Linked DNA regions of Rattus norvegicus: region 2 is linked to region 1. A link is a contact called in public Hi-C data. All regions are on one chromosome and are shown on one strand. Each heading gives the region's core, a stretch centred on a gene start, on an enhancer-like site or on the middle of the called end of the contact. The rest is flanking DNA. Distances are from core to core; before and after follow the strand shown. Region 1 holds the start of Ddx39b (DExD-box helicase 39B). Region 2 holds the start of Snord52 (small nucleolar RNA, C/D box 52).

Evidence for each region. A called contact is a pair of places that touch in the nucleus more often than the background predicts.
Region 2: a contact with region 1 is called in a Hi-C map of hepatocytes, with 3 times the contacts expected there. The contact joins the enhancer-like site here to the promoter of Ddx39b in region 1. A contact is called at or near these places in 4 of 12 Hi-C or Micro-C datasets (Schwann cells, frontal cortex, hepatocytes and 1 more).

The regions. Positions count from the first base shown.
Region 1 is chr20:3,585,904-3,592,872 of GRCr8, reverse strand. It overlaps Ddx39b (DExD-box helicase 39B), which reads left to right and starts at 3,222. Exons shown (of 11, transcript NM_133300.3): 1 at 3,222-3,288; 2 at 4,606-4,943; 3 at 5,604-5,731; 4 at 5,944-6,036. The coding sequence starts at 4,733. LOC120099056 (small nucleolar RNA SNORD83) reads left to right here and starts at 4,146; the gene lies at 4,146-4,224. It overlaps Atp6v1g2 (ATPase H+ transporting V1 subunit G2), which reads left to right. Exons shown (of 3, transcript NM_212490.2): 3 at 1-499.
Region 2 is chr20:3,882,370-3,889,338 of GRCr8, reverse strand. Snord52 (small nucleolar RNA, C/D box 52) reads right to left here and starts at 6,282; the gene lies at 6,217-6,282. LOC102549726 (a long non-coding RNA gene) reads right to left here. Exons shown (of 6, transcript NR_110713.1): 5 at 5,946-6,095; 6 at 5,413-5,698. Within about 2 kb of position 2,883, at least 5 of the 93 cell types and tissues checked have an H3K27ac peak or open chromatin away from gene starts, as enhancers often do. A contact at or near this core is called in hepatocytes and liver, where this site is marked.

The sequences.
Region 1 (6,969 bases), core at 1,973-4,472:
AATGGATTGCTTTGTAAGGAGGCTGCCTCGAGTCATCCTATGAGAGTTCAGCATAGTTCCAGATGGGTAGTGGCTGTGGTTGGATAAATGGCTAGCCTGTACTACGACCGCACTCTGCTTGCCTGCCAGAATCCTAATTCTGTTTCCTGACATTCTAGCTTTGCTTAGTCACTGTAACTCTAGTAATCCTCTGAGAAATTTGTTTCTCCGGCTCTCCCCTGGCATATCGTGTGTGCCCCCTGAGCAGTTGAATAACAATGTCATTTAGCCCCTCTCTCAGAATTCCAAATATATATGGAACCTCTTAGCACCTCTCTTTGTTGCTCCCAAGCTGGTCTTTCTCATGGGTGCCTCCCTTTTCATCTGTTTCCCCAAAGCTTGCTGCTTCCTGGAGCTGAAGAGATCTGTGACATTCATGCATGCATTCCTTTCTTTGCCCTCAACACCTCTCCTCCCTATGTAACAGTGGAGTGTCAATAAAATCCCGGTGAATGAGTCAGTTGTCAGTGAAAGCAGACGCCTTTTGCCTCACCATTGCTCATTTTGGTTCACTGGCCTCAGAGTTCTGCATTTATATGGTTTCCAAAACACTGCAAAGGGGCTGCCCCGGAAGACTGGCACCACCATGCCTGGCCTGACATTATGTTTGGGTATTGGCTCTCATTACGTATCTGATGATAAGGTCATTGTGACCCTGGAGCCTAGGATAGCACTTGGCACACGATCCGATCCGCAGTTGCCAAATACTTTGGAATAAAAAGATGCTCGGGGGTGGGACACTGTTGGTCTTTGATGCCAATTCTTGTATCGGTTCTTTTCACAACTCATGTCACCCCAAACTTGAATCAATGAGGTAACCTATAGTCCTTTTTTTTTATTTTTAAAAATTTATTTATTACATATAAATAAATACACTGCAGCTGTCTTCAGACACACCAGAAGAGGGCATCAGATCTCATTACAGAAGGTTCTGAGCCACCATGGGGTTGCTAGGAATTGAACTCAGGACCTCTGGAAGGGCAGTTGGTGCTCTTAACCGCTGAGCCATCTCCCCAGCCCCCTATAGTCCTTTCTTACATGACTTTTCTGTAGGGAGACATTAACAAAAGCCTAGACAAATAAGTCAGTCATGAGACACTAAAGAAGTTTTATCACCCAAGTCTCGCCTGGCACACCAAGGGGCTCATGGGACTTATTGGCAGTATTGTGGATGATAGGTTTCTTACAGGAGTGAGACTGGAGCAGCTTTGCATCAAAGAGTTGTCCATCACCATTTCCTCTACATGACTTGTACATAGAACCCCCAAAGAGAGTCCTGTCACCAGTAGCTGTTTACTGGTGACATAATCTGGGAGAAAGGGTCGTGTACTGCAACTTTGTTCTGAATTTCATGAGCCTTCTCCACTCTCATCAGGAGGGAATGTTTTAATTCAGAGGAAAGAGCTATAGAAAAGCAAGCAGATTTTTAAAGAGGAGGGGCACACTTGATGGGAAATTGGGGCGCTTACACCCTGGTGTTACCCTGATAGCTGTATGGCTTTAGCCATCTTGTTTTACTTCCCTGTTTCTTATGTTTATAGGAATACTAGAGCGGGGCATGGTGCCTAATCCCAGCATTTGAAGGTGGAGGCAGGAGAATTGAGAGTTTGAGGCTAGTCTAGGCTATATAACAGACTCAAACTCACTAACAGAGAAAGGAAGAAAAAAAATGGTAAAACAGTTGAGAGGGACTCACCTTGCTCTGGGCCAGTGGTCCAGGTTTTAAGCATTGTTAAAACCACAGTTAGTTGTTAGACAATCCCTTCCTCCCTTGGCTACCTTAACCAGGACTGTCATTCAAACAGCCAGACAGACCGGCCATTTTGAATCCTCTATAAAGGCTTTGAGAAAAACCACACAGTGATGGCAGCTAATTGCTCCAACTCCTGATGGTGCAGCTCAGCCAGGACTGTTTGTGTCCCCCCTGTCCTCCCCAGTGGCATGGTGGAATTTCCCACAGTCCTTCCCATAGTCCCCTAGCAGGAGGATGTGTTATGACTGGTGCCAAAGGGATATATTATGATTGGTGCAAACGTAAGTCTTCATTTGCATGAGTTCCCTGTTTGCCCAGATTGGTGCAAACGCCCTTTGCTGGCTGTAAAGCCTGGCTCACTTGGGACAAACCTTACTATGCCTCCGTCCTTGGTGCTGCCACATTAGGTCCAGTAACTGGAAGAAAGCGGCTGAGAGCTTTCCAACTAGGTCACTAGAAGAGTTCCTGGAAACTCTTCAAAGCCAAAGGTGCCTCTCTGTCTGGAGCTACAGCTCTTACTAAGTTACCAGGGACGGAGGAATCCCCACTTTCTGATTTATACAAAACCTGCCAGCCTGCTGCTTACAGCTGTCAAATGGCTGAGGAATCAAAAGCTACCAAGCCCCAGCCCAGGGAGCTTATCCGTTGAGCAGGACACAGCGGGCTGGTTGGCAACAATGATACTTACTTAGTGTTACTTAGTATTACTTTCAAGTATGCTCAATAGGGAAAGCACCTGCTTATGTTTCTGCAGAAAGGCAACAGGTCATCACTTCTGACGTGTGTAGCACCTCAAAGGGAATACCACCTACTTAGGGGGGACAAATTCCGGGCTGAATAATGGAACTGAGACCATTCTGCTGCTCTAGTTAGTAATAATTATGGAAAGGTGCATAACCCTCAAACTCCACCATTTATTTAGCACCTGGACAGAATGTAAGCCTCCATCTCCCAATATAATTTTGGGTAAATCCGGCCTATTCTCTGCACAACTGTAATGGGCGTGGTCACGTACCGGACCCCCCCCCCCCCAGTAGAGGCCAGACTTAGCCGCTCTCAGGTCACCTTGACTACGAGGCTAAGGACCCCGTGAGAACGCTTCTCACTCTGCTCGCGGAGTCCTGCATGCCCACAGAGAGGCGCCCAGGGAGAAGCCTGGCGTGGCAAACAAAACAGAACAAAAGTAAAGCCGACCGTCGGAGGGTGTGCAGAAGCGTAGAAGAACAAAATGGGGAAATCAGATGGGGAGAGATGTGAGCTTCCTGTCGCGCTCTTGCTGCCGGCGACGGAAGGGGGCGTCAGAAGCTTAACTTCAAGTGGGCATTCTGCAAAGCCAGCCGTGGAGCGCGCGCCGCCCGAGGCCTCCTTCCGGCACCCCGCGCATGCGCCCTGGCGGCCGGGAAGGCGGGAGGCCGGGGCGAGACTGGAACCGGAAGTGAAGGCAGCTTCCCGCCTCCGTCCCTGTTGCTGCCGCCATACACGCTCGCAGTGCTTAGGTAAGCTCGGCCTTGTGTACTATCCGCCGCCATCTGCCCGCCCCGCGGCTCATTCCGCCGCGCGGGCCCCTGATACCCGGTGCCCGGCCGGCGGTGTGGCCGCCGGCGCGTAGGCGAACGCTCAGTTCCATTGTTTTCATCCCTTTCTGAGAGCAAATCTTGGTGGGGGAGCTGGGAGACAGGCGGGGGACGATCCAAAATGGTGGCCTCGGCCGCCATTGTGTTCCTCGTTTCCTGGATGTTCCAGTGGGTCCTTTGCCCACCCGAGGCCGCGGCGGCCGGAGGCGGCGCCAGGAGGAGGGCGGGGCCCCTCGCATCTCCCCTCCGGGCCTTTTCTTAGTCCGCCAGGGATGGGAAGGATCTTGCCTCCGGGCCCATTCAACCCTCTGACCCCCTGCTTACGCTCCCTTATTTGGAGCTCTCTGTAAATGGCTATCTCCGTGCTTGACCAATGGTGTCGGCGCAGTAGTCGGGAAGGTTTCCAGGAAGCTTTCCGGGAAACTTCCGAGGGCACTGCGAGGCGTTCGCTTTTAAGACCACTCTAAAGGCTGCATCGTCCTCAGCTGCGACCTTAATTCCTTAATGTGACTATTAAAATTAATTGTGGCGGCGCTGGGCCGATCCTTGCGGCCTCTCGCGTTGCTAAGCGAGCACCTTCATTGAACCAGACACCCAGCCTTTTCAAAAAAGAATTTTCTTTTTTTAATGGAGCCATTCGTACCCTTGCAGCCACCGTTTAATTACCATAGGCTCTCCCCACCCCCTTCCTTCCTGCTTCTGCTTCCCGGCACTGGGAATCACGGGTGTGCGCCGCCGGGATGGGCCCTCGGGTGTTCCTGAGCAAGTGAATAGCGGCAGCCACATGATGTTTGCAATTGGGAAGTGAGCGCTCTGCGCGCGGTGCTGACCCTTATCTATCACCCTTGACTGATGGCTGACGTTGGGGCTCAACACCGCGAGGTGACAGGGGGAAGTGCAGCCCCTCGTCTTCTCTTGTCCTTTGTCTCTCCACCCTCGTGTGAGTCGTTAGTCACGCTCATCCTCGCTCCCGCCTTGTCGAAGTGTGATCCAAAATCTGGTTGGCGGTCGAGGCCACTCTCTGTCTCTCCCGTCTGGTGTTCCGTTTTTATGTCTCGTGTGTGTGTCTCTGTGTGTGTGTGTCTGTCTGTCTCCGTTAACTTTTCTTTCGGGACAAAGGCTTCAGTTTAGAGAAAATAGGAAGGGTGTAGGGATGGATGAGAAGTGAGGAGTCAGATCATGACTGATTAGTTTTTCCTTTTTCTTTTTTTTTTTTTTTTTTGTCGTCCCTTCTCCCAGCTCTTCTGTCGGAAACTGGTGTCTTTTCCCTTGCTGTTCTCCAACCCCTCTCTTTCCCCTTGCTTCCTCTCACCTGCTCTGGGACACCTAACTCAGAGACCTCCCTTCTCCCCCCGCCGGCCGGATTATGGCAGAGAACGATGTGGACAATGAGCTCTTGGACTATGAAGACGATGAGGTGGAGACGGCCGCTGGGGCAGATGGGACCGAAGCTCCCGCCAAGAAAGACGTCAAGGGCTCCTATGTCTCCATCCACAGCTCCGGCTTTCGAGATTTCCTACTTAAGCCAGAGTTGCTCCGGGCCATTGTTGACTGTGGCTTTGAGCATCCATCAGAGGGTACATTTTATTGTTGGGTATAGAGACATTATTTAGCATTTCAGGGATGCAAGACAGATGTGGTTCGTGTCTTGGTTCATAAGATCTGAACTTAGTTAGGCCAAGCTCTGAGAATGCACTCAAAACGTTAGCTGCCGAAGAGGCTTTTGTTTTTGCCTGGTTTTTTGTTTTTTGTTTTTCTTTGGTTTACACCTTTTTGGCTATTTGGACTCTCAGGGCCTGGTTGGACCTTTAGTTCCCCTCTTTTGGCCCAGGCTGACAGTGGTCCCTGGAAACCGTAACGATCTGTTTAAAGATGTTAGCTTCTATGGCTTCTGGGTTAGGTACCAAGTCCTTCATTTTGTTCAAGGTGGCAGGATAACATGATCCCAAAGCCCAGCAACCTATGTAGGAGAAATAATCTGTGGCAGTCACTCAGATTCATTGATGGTTACGCTATAAGAAAAATAAAGATAGCCAAGAACATTGAAGGTGAACCATTGGTAGGTTCAAGAGGGGTCTTAGTAGCACTGGGGAGCCGGGGCACAGGTAGGAGGGTTTGATTTGGGTGTCTTGAGGAGATCAGAGAAAGGATGGGGTCAGGTAAAATGTGACACATTGGCTGGGAAGGAGGGGACTTGGCATGGTGTAAAATAAAAATCTCTCTCCTTTCCCCTCTAGTCCAGCATGAATGCATCCCCCAGGCCATTCTGGGGATGGATGTCCTGTGCCAGGCCAAGTCAGGCATGGGAAAAACAGCAGTGTTTGTCCTGGCCACACTGCAGCAGCTGGAGCCAGTTACTGGGCAGGTATGTTGGGGGCAGTGTTGGAGAGGGTGTTGAGGTTGAACCACCAGGAGGCTGTTTCTGGCTGTGTGCTCTCAGAGCTGGTCTCCTCCGGCAGTTCAGGGGGAATGTTCTGTAGCAGAGTGGCATAATGGTTTAAAGAAACTGCTGTCGCCGACAAGTTGCCAGATGCGGGACTGACTTTACTGTGTCTGTCTCCATTTGCTCCCTCAAAGGTGTCAGTGCTGGTGATGTGTCACACCAGGGAGCTGGCTTTCCAGATCAGCAAGGAATATGAGCGCTTCTCAAAGTACATGCCGAATGTCAAGGTAAGGGGGCAAAGAAACCTGGGTCAGGGAGGCTGCGGGGAGCAGAGGCACTGGGAACTTGTGGGCCAACAGTTGGCTGTCCTCAGGCATTGAGGAGCTCTGTAGGGGACCTGTGCTGTCAGTGGTGCGTTCCTGCAGGCTGGGCACATGAGACTTGAGTCAATGCCAGGCCTTTCTGTAACTGCCTTTGTAGGTTCCACACTGTGAATAAATAAGTCTGCGTGTTTCCTGAGAGTTCATAACTTTAGGTGACGCCATCGCAGCACTCAGTAATTAGTTGGGTTTTGGTATTAAAAATTCCATTCCAGAGCCTTGAGCTACTCAGTCTGGAATTGAGCTACCTCCAGGCCCCTTTGTTCTTATGTCCAGGATTGTCTTGTAACCAGGTTATCCTGGGAGGCCTGGCACTCGCTTAGCCCAGGCCACAGGCCTTGAACCTGCCTGAGGCTCCTGCCATACCAGTTCCTAAGTAGTTGGGACAGGCCTTTGCCACCTGGCTTGGCCAGAGCCTCTGTTCTCTTCTCCTGTATTGCTGGGTAGATTGCTTGAGAGTTTGGGAGTGTATGTGGCAAGAGGAAGCTAGATGCTCTTAGAACCACTCTGGTGTGGACTTTAACTCCGGAACGTTTGGTGCTTTCTTGGTCATAACAAGTGGCATGTGTCTTCTATGAAGGGATGTGGTATGGCCTTGTACTTGGCATCCTTTTGGAACTTGGAGATTATTTATTTCTATGCTTGGACATATGTGGCCTGCTGTGTTTGAAAGTAGTTGTAACCTGGCCCTGAGTGGAGAGATGTATGTGGACTTCCTATTCTGGTTAGGTGGGGGCCCTTGGGTCACTTTTTTTTTATTTTTAATAGAGAATGTAGTTTTGCTTGGTTGAGGCAGCATGTCACCAGGGATGAGTGCTTGCCATCATCTGTCTGCTGCTT
Region 2 (6,969 bases), core at 1,634-4,133, 300 kb before region 1:
ACTGTCTTCAGATGCACCAGAGGAGGTCATTGGATCCCCATTACAGATGGTTGTGAGCCACCATGTGGTTGCTGGGAATTGAACTCAGGACCTCTGGAAGAGCAGTCTGTGCTCTTAACCACTGAGCCATCTCTCCAGCCCATGAGTACTCTTATTTGCCTGTACTTGAGTGGAGTGACAAAATTTGTTGTCTTAGTCAGGGTTTCCATTCCTGCACAAACCACCATGACCAAGAACCAAGTTGTGGAGGAAGGAGTTTATTCAGCTTACACTTCCTCATTGCTGCTCATCACCAAAGGGAGTCAGGACTAGAACTAAAGCAGGTCAGGAAGCAGGAGCTGATACAAAGGCCATGGAGGGATGTTACTTCCTGGCTTGCTTTCCCTAGCTTGCTCAGCTTACTTTCTTATAGAACCCAGGACAACCAGCCTAGGGACGGCACCACCCACAATGGGCTGGGTCTTCCTCCCTTGATCACTAATTGAGAAAATGCCTTACAGCTGGGTCTCATGGAGGCATTTCCACAACGGAGTCTCCTTTCTCTGTGATAACTCCAGCTTGTGTCAAGTTGACACACAAAAAACCAGCCAGTACAACTGACCCCTTGTCAACTTGACACAAAAACACATCACTATTAAGCCCCAACCCTTACTTTCTTATTCATCCCTAAGATCTAACTAACTTTAAGAGTCACATAGTATGGGGCTGGGGATTTAGCTCAGTGGTAGAGCGCTTACCTAGGAAGCACAAGGCCCTGGGTTCGGTCCCCAGCTCCGAAAAAAAGAACCAAAAAAAAAAAAAAAAAAAAAAAAAGAGTCACATAGTCTTTACATATTAGAATTTCAATCCATTTAAAGTATCCAATATCTTTTAAAATTCCCTTAACTGTGGACTCCACTAAAATACTTTCTTTCTTCAAGAGGGAAAAATGTCAGGGCACAATCACAATCAAAAGCAAAATCAAACTAACGTCTAATGTCTGGGATCCACTCATGATCTTCTAGGCTCCTCCAAGGGCTTGGGTCACTTCTCCAGCTCTGCCCTTTGTAGCACACACCTTGTCTTCTAGGCTCCAGATGCCTGATCCCCACTGCTGCTGCTGTTCTTGGTGGTCAACCGTGGTACTGGCATCAACTGTACCTGAGGCTGCACCTTCACCAATGGCCTCCCATGGCCTCTCACAGGGCCCAGCCTCAGCTGCTCTTCATGACCCCTTCATGCCTTCAAAACCAATACCACCTGGGTGACTCTTAGACATTACCAAGTCCAGCCATGGCACAAGGTACACCTTGGCTATCTCTGGAACACAGCCTCTTTGTGATCTCAGAAAACACCTCCCAGAAGATTTCACCTCAATGATGCTGGTCTCTTCTTCTTTTTTTTTTTTTTTTCTTTTTCTTTCTTTTTTTTTTTTAGGAGCTGGGGACCGAACCCAGGGCCTTGCACTTGCTAGGCAAGCGCTCTACCACTGAGCTAAATCCCCAACCCGATTCTGGTCTCTTCTTAATCACCACTAATTTCTTAGCTCCGGCTGACCAGCATCAATAGTCCCAGTAATGCAAAGGTTTCGCTTTAGTAGTTCTGGTATCTTCTTAATCACATCTGATTCTTCAGCTCCAGCTAACCAAAACCACAGAATCTTCACAATCAAAATAGCAAGATCCCTGATAAGACTCTTTAACCTTCCCTCTGAAATTTCACAAGCCAGGCCTCCATCTTCTGCACTGTTCTCAACATTATCTTCCAAGCTCCTACAGAACATCCCACAGAGCTCTTAACATCCCAATGGCTCTTCTTCAGGTGCTCACAGGAATCCCCCACTATCCTGGTACCAATTTGTCTTAGTCAGGGTTTCTGTTCCTGCACTAACATCAGGACCAAGAAGCAAGTTGGGGAGGAAAGGGTTTATTCAGCTTACACTTCCACATGGCTGTTCATCACCAAAGGAAGTCAGGACTGGAACTCACACAGGGCAGGAAGCAGGAGCTGATACAGAGGCCATGGAGGGATATTTTTTACTGGCTTGCTTCCCCTGGCTTTCTCAGCTTGCTTTTTTTATTATTATTAAAGTTACTTATTTATTGTGTACACTGTAGCTGTCTTCAGCCACACCAGAAGAGGGCATCGGATCCCATTACAGATGGTTGTGGGCCACCATGTGGTTGCTGGGATTTGAACTCAGGACCTCTGGAAAAACAGTCAGTGCTCTTAACCGCTGAGCCATCTCTCCAGCCCTCAGCTTGCTTTCTTAAAGAACCCAGGACACCAGCCTAGGGACGGCACCACCCACAATGGATTGGTCCCTACCCCCATTGATCACTGAGAAAATACCTTACAGCTGGAGCGCATGGAGACATTTCCACAACTGAGGCCCCTTTCTCTGTGATAACTCCAGCTTGTGTCAAGTTGACACACAAAACCAGCCAGTACACTGGTCAAAGTTAACTTTAAGTATTCTGTCTGCCTTTAGAAACTTTTTTCTACTGTTTAAAGTTTGGTTTTTTTTTTTTTTTTGTTTTTTTTTTTTGGTTCTTTTTTTTCCGGAGCTGGGGACCGAACCCAGGGCCTTGAGCTTCCTAGGTAAGCGCTCTACCACTGAGCTAAATCCCCAGCCCCTAAAGTTTGTTTTAAAGGTGTGTGTTGCCACCACCTGGCACCTCCAGAATCTTAATCAGCCCTATCCCCAGGATATGGTATCCCCAGTCAAATATTGTAAGTGATTACAGCATACACACCCATCAGAGTAAGAAGTTCAAAGTTTTGGCAGGGTGCCGTTTGAAAAACCTTCAGGGGCAGAGATCTCTGGGAGCTCAAGACCAGTCTTGTTAAACAGTTCTTTCGGGCCAGCCAGTCTAATCCGGCCAGTGAGATCCTGTCTAAATAGATAAACCGAACAAAGCGTGCAGGCACGCATGCATGCCCTGGCTGGACTTCCAGGTTTAATCTGCAACTGTCTAGGAAGCCAGTTCTAGGGGATCTGACGCCCTCTTCTGGCCTCTGTGGGTTTTGCATCGCCCATTTTTTCCTGGTGTGTGAGGTGAGAAGGTGTGGACCAAAGATGTCTACCTCATCATGTTTGGTGCCAGTGTGACTGGCAGACCCCCAACCCTTGTTTACTTTCCTAATGTTTACGTCATTCCTTCCCGGTTCTCCCATCTTGTTAGAGATGGGAAAGCATCAAAGAAGCCAATCCAGTGATTAAGGAGAATGGGGGTTGGGAAAAAACAGCTTTCCCCTTAGAGGGACTTGGTGCTAGCAATGTCCCCTAGCAATGTAAGAAATAGATCTCCTTGGGGTTGGGGATTTAGCTCAGTGGTAGAGCGCTTGCCTAGCAAGCCAAACGCTCTGGCTTCGGTCCCCAGATCTGAAAAAAAGAAAAAAGAAAAAAAAAAAGAAAAGAAAAGAAATAGATCTCCTCTGTTGGTAATCACCTGTGGCTAAGTAATCTGGCTTAAAACTTACAACTTGGGGCTGGGGATTTAGCTCAGTGGTAGAGCGCTTACCTAGGAAGCGTAAGGCCCTGGGTTCGGTCCCCAGGTCCGAAAAAAAGAACCAAAAAAAAAACAAAACAAAACAAAAAACAACTTACAACTTATTTATTTTATGCATATGAGCATTTCGTCTGCATGCGCACCACGTGTGCCCAGGCAAACAAGGCGATAAAACACCCATACACATAAAACTGAAACTTGGTGTCCCCAGCAACCACGAACTGCCAGTTCTTCAGGGGAAATAGGGCCTCCTAAGCCCTCTCACCCCAGGCCAATTCTTGTGCTGCCAACGACAGCCTCTGTGAATTCAGAACAGCAGCTCTGTCCTGTCCAGGAGAAATTTAAATGTAATTTTTTTTTTCAGATAGACTATCTTGTGTCCCATGTTGGTCTCCAACTGAGGATAACCCTGATCCTCCTGCCTCTACTTCCCAAATGCTGGGCTATAGGCACGCATCACCACACCTGTCACCCTGGTGTTGGGCACTGAGCCAGACACAAAGACATTTGAGACAAGAGTTCACAGTTTAGGCTGTCCTCAAACACTCCCTGCAGGAGTGCCGGAATGACGAGTGTACCAACTGTACGCCACTGGCTTCAGCTCCCTGAAAACACTTCCTCTGCGTGTGCTTATAGGCCAGGGACCCATAGCTGGCACCTTCCTCGTCTACTTATATTTTTTTTAAAGGTTTATTTTATTTATATGAGTACACTATAGCTGCTTTTGGACACACCAGAAGGAGGCCAGTACATTGGTCAAAGTTAACTTTAAGTATTCTGTCTGCCTTTAGAAACTTTTTTCTACTGTTTAAAGTTTGTTTTGTTCAGGGTTGGATCCCCTGTAAGAGCAGCCAGATGGTTGTGAGCCACCATGTGGTTGCTGGGATTTGAACTCAGGACCTCTGGAAGAGCAGTCAGTGCTCCTAACCCCAGAGCCATCTCTCCAGACCCTGCATATCTTTTTAACCCCTTGAGAGATTGTGTGTGGCCCTGGCTGTCCTGAAACTCTGTGTAAACCAAGCTGGTCTCAATCTTGGAAATCCACCTGCCTCTGCTTCCCAGGTGCTAGGATTAAAGGCATGGCCACTACAGCTGGGCCTACTGAGCACCATCTTTAAAACACACAAAAAAAGCTTCTTTGTAAGTTTAATTACTCCACTTTCAAACTTCAGTCCCTACAAGTCTTCCCCATGTTCCTATTTTATTAACTCAATGGTTGTGTGTGGCCATTGAATTAACTACCCATTATAGCTTCAAAATCTACTTTTCTTGGCTGTTTTTCCCCCAAGTGCTCCTACTGCCGGAAGCCCTCTATGCAGTAGCAACCTTCTGATCCTTCTACCTCCATCTCCCCAAGTGTAGGTTGCAGTCATTATGTGCCCATGTGGTTAGATTCAAGAGTGCACGCCAAGTACTCGAACAACCATACCCCAATCTTCCTAGAAGTTGTGGCTCTGGGGCACTCCTGGGTGCTGGAGTTAACTCACCAGGTAGACACACCTGGGATGTTTACTGGTGGGGTCTCCAGAAGGCTAGGGTTTAATACCCAGGGTCTAAATGCCCAGGGGGACTTGATGCTGTCCTTTACCCTTGGCAGAAAAGCTTAGGGTATGCACAGAAGAGGCTGACTCATTCCTAGCAGGAAGATCTGAGAGATCCAGACTGCAATCTTGGGCTAAAACTGAAGTCAGCCTGACAAGTTTACTAAACCACACTGTTCAGCTTCCAGGACAGCAGGTAACAGGGCTAAGTTAAGGGAGCCTGACCCAGACACCATGAAGTGACAGATCAACAGCTGCTCCTGCAGAGGTCTTAGCTCCTGGGCATTTGATGTACGCAGGCAGTGGGGGAACAGACCAGACCCTTCTGTGGCAGTTAAAATCTTTTCATATCCCCCCAAAGAGTGACACCAACAGTCAAATTAAGTGCTTTTAAAGGATTTTATTAGAAGCAGGAAACCATGCACTTCCATTGCAAGCCATTGTAAGCAGAAAAACAGATACACTTCAGGCAAGGTAGGCTTTTATTACATTGGCTAATGCTCATGTTCAAGTGAGGCTCTGGTTCAGTCTGGGCTGCCACCTGCCATGCCTGTGATGTGGGACAGCCAGCACCCACGGCTTTGCGGCCTTTCACGCTCGGATAGCTGGCAACAAGGCAGTAGTAAAAAGGAGTCCAACTTGTCAGTTTTGAGTAGCAGCTAAGGCCTGAAAATTAAGAAGAATGTATTTCAGGACCACACAAAGCTGGGCTATGTGCTTCAAATCCAGGACATTTTAACAAGGTCAGCAACAGTCAGCATTACAACCCGCAAGTGATGACTTCATTGTGCTTGTTAACTTTACAGGCCCCAGTGACTGGCATCTCATAAGACAAAGCCTTCAACAGCCCCCTCCTCCCCCAGGCTCTTAGTCACGCTTTATTACAGTGAATTAACCACAGCACAGCACTCACCTTCCCAGCACAGAGGACAAAGGGCTTGTTAGACAATGAGATGATCATGACATTCTAGTCACTTGTAGGAACTCCACCTTAGTCTGGGTCCTAGGTTAGCCCACATCTAGGTGAGGGGATGGGGCCCCTGGGCGGCCTTCAGACATCGCCCTGGAAGAGTTAATTAAGACAATCGATGAGAAGCAGGAACAGGGCATGTACCTCAATAGAGCCAGTGCTGGAACATGGTTCCATCTCAAGGAAGAGGAGTAAGAATTCAGGTTCCCCAAATGAGTCAGATTTATAGTTGACATCAAGGGCAGAGTCAGAGACTCTAGTCTGTGAAATCATCATTCTCAATTGAGGGAGACCCAAACCAAGGGCAGCATCCAGGGATGTTAATCCAGAGAGACAGTAAGAACAGGGTGTGGTAGCCCGTGTCTGTACTGTTAGGTTTAGACTGTTACAGAGCTGCAAAAACCCAAAACCACTCTGGAGACTGAAATAGAACCTAAAATCATAACGAAAAAGTGACACAACCCCAAGCCAAGCACTAGGACTAAAGCCATCCTGGACTGAATGAGCCCGTCTGAATACCCCAAAACATGGTCTAGAGCAGTGGCTCTCCACCCTTAGTCACCAAGGGAGCTTTACACAGGGCTCCCAGATAGGACACCCTGCATATCGCATCAGCACCAAAGACTAGATATGAAGAAGCAACGAAATAACTTTGATGGTTGGGAACATAACACGAGGAACTGTATTAAAGGTTTGCAGGGGGGGCTGGGGATTTAGCTCAGTGGTAGAGCGCTTACCTAGGAAGCGCAAGGCCCTGGGTTCGGTCCCCAGCTCCGAAAAAAGAACCAAAAAAAAAAAAAAAAAGGTTTGCAGGGTCAGGAAGGCTGAGAACTACTGTTTAGTGCCACTCTATTGGCATACAAAGATTAAAAGGACAAGAAAATGACCAAGGTGGCTCGTGGATATTAACTTACCACCCTAGTTTAGTTAACTAGATTCGTTAACTAGTTTAGATTAGTTGCTATCT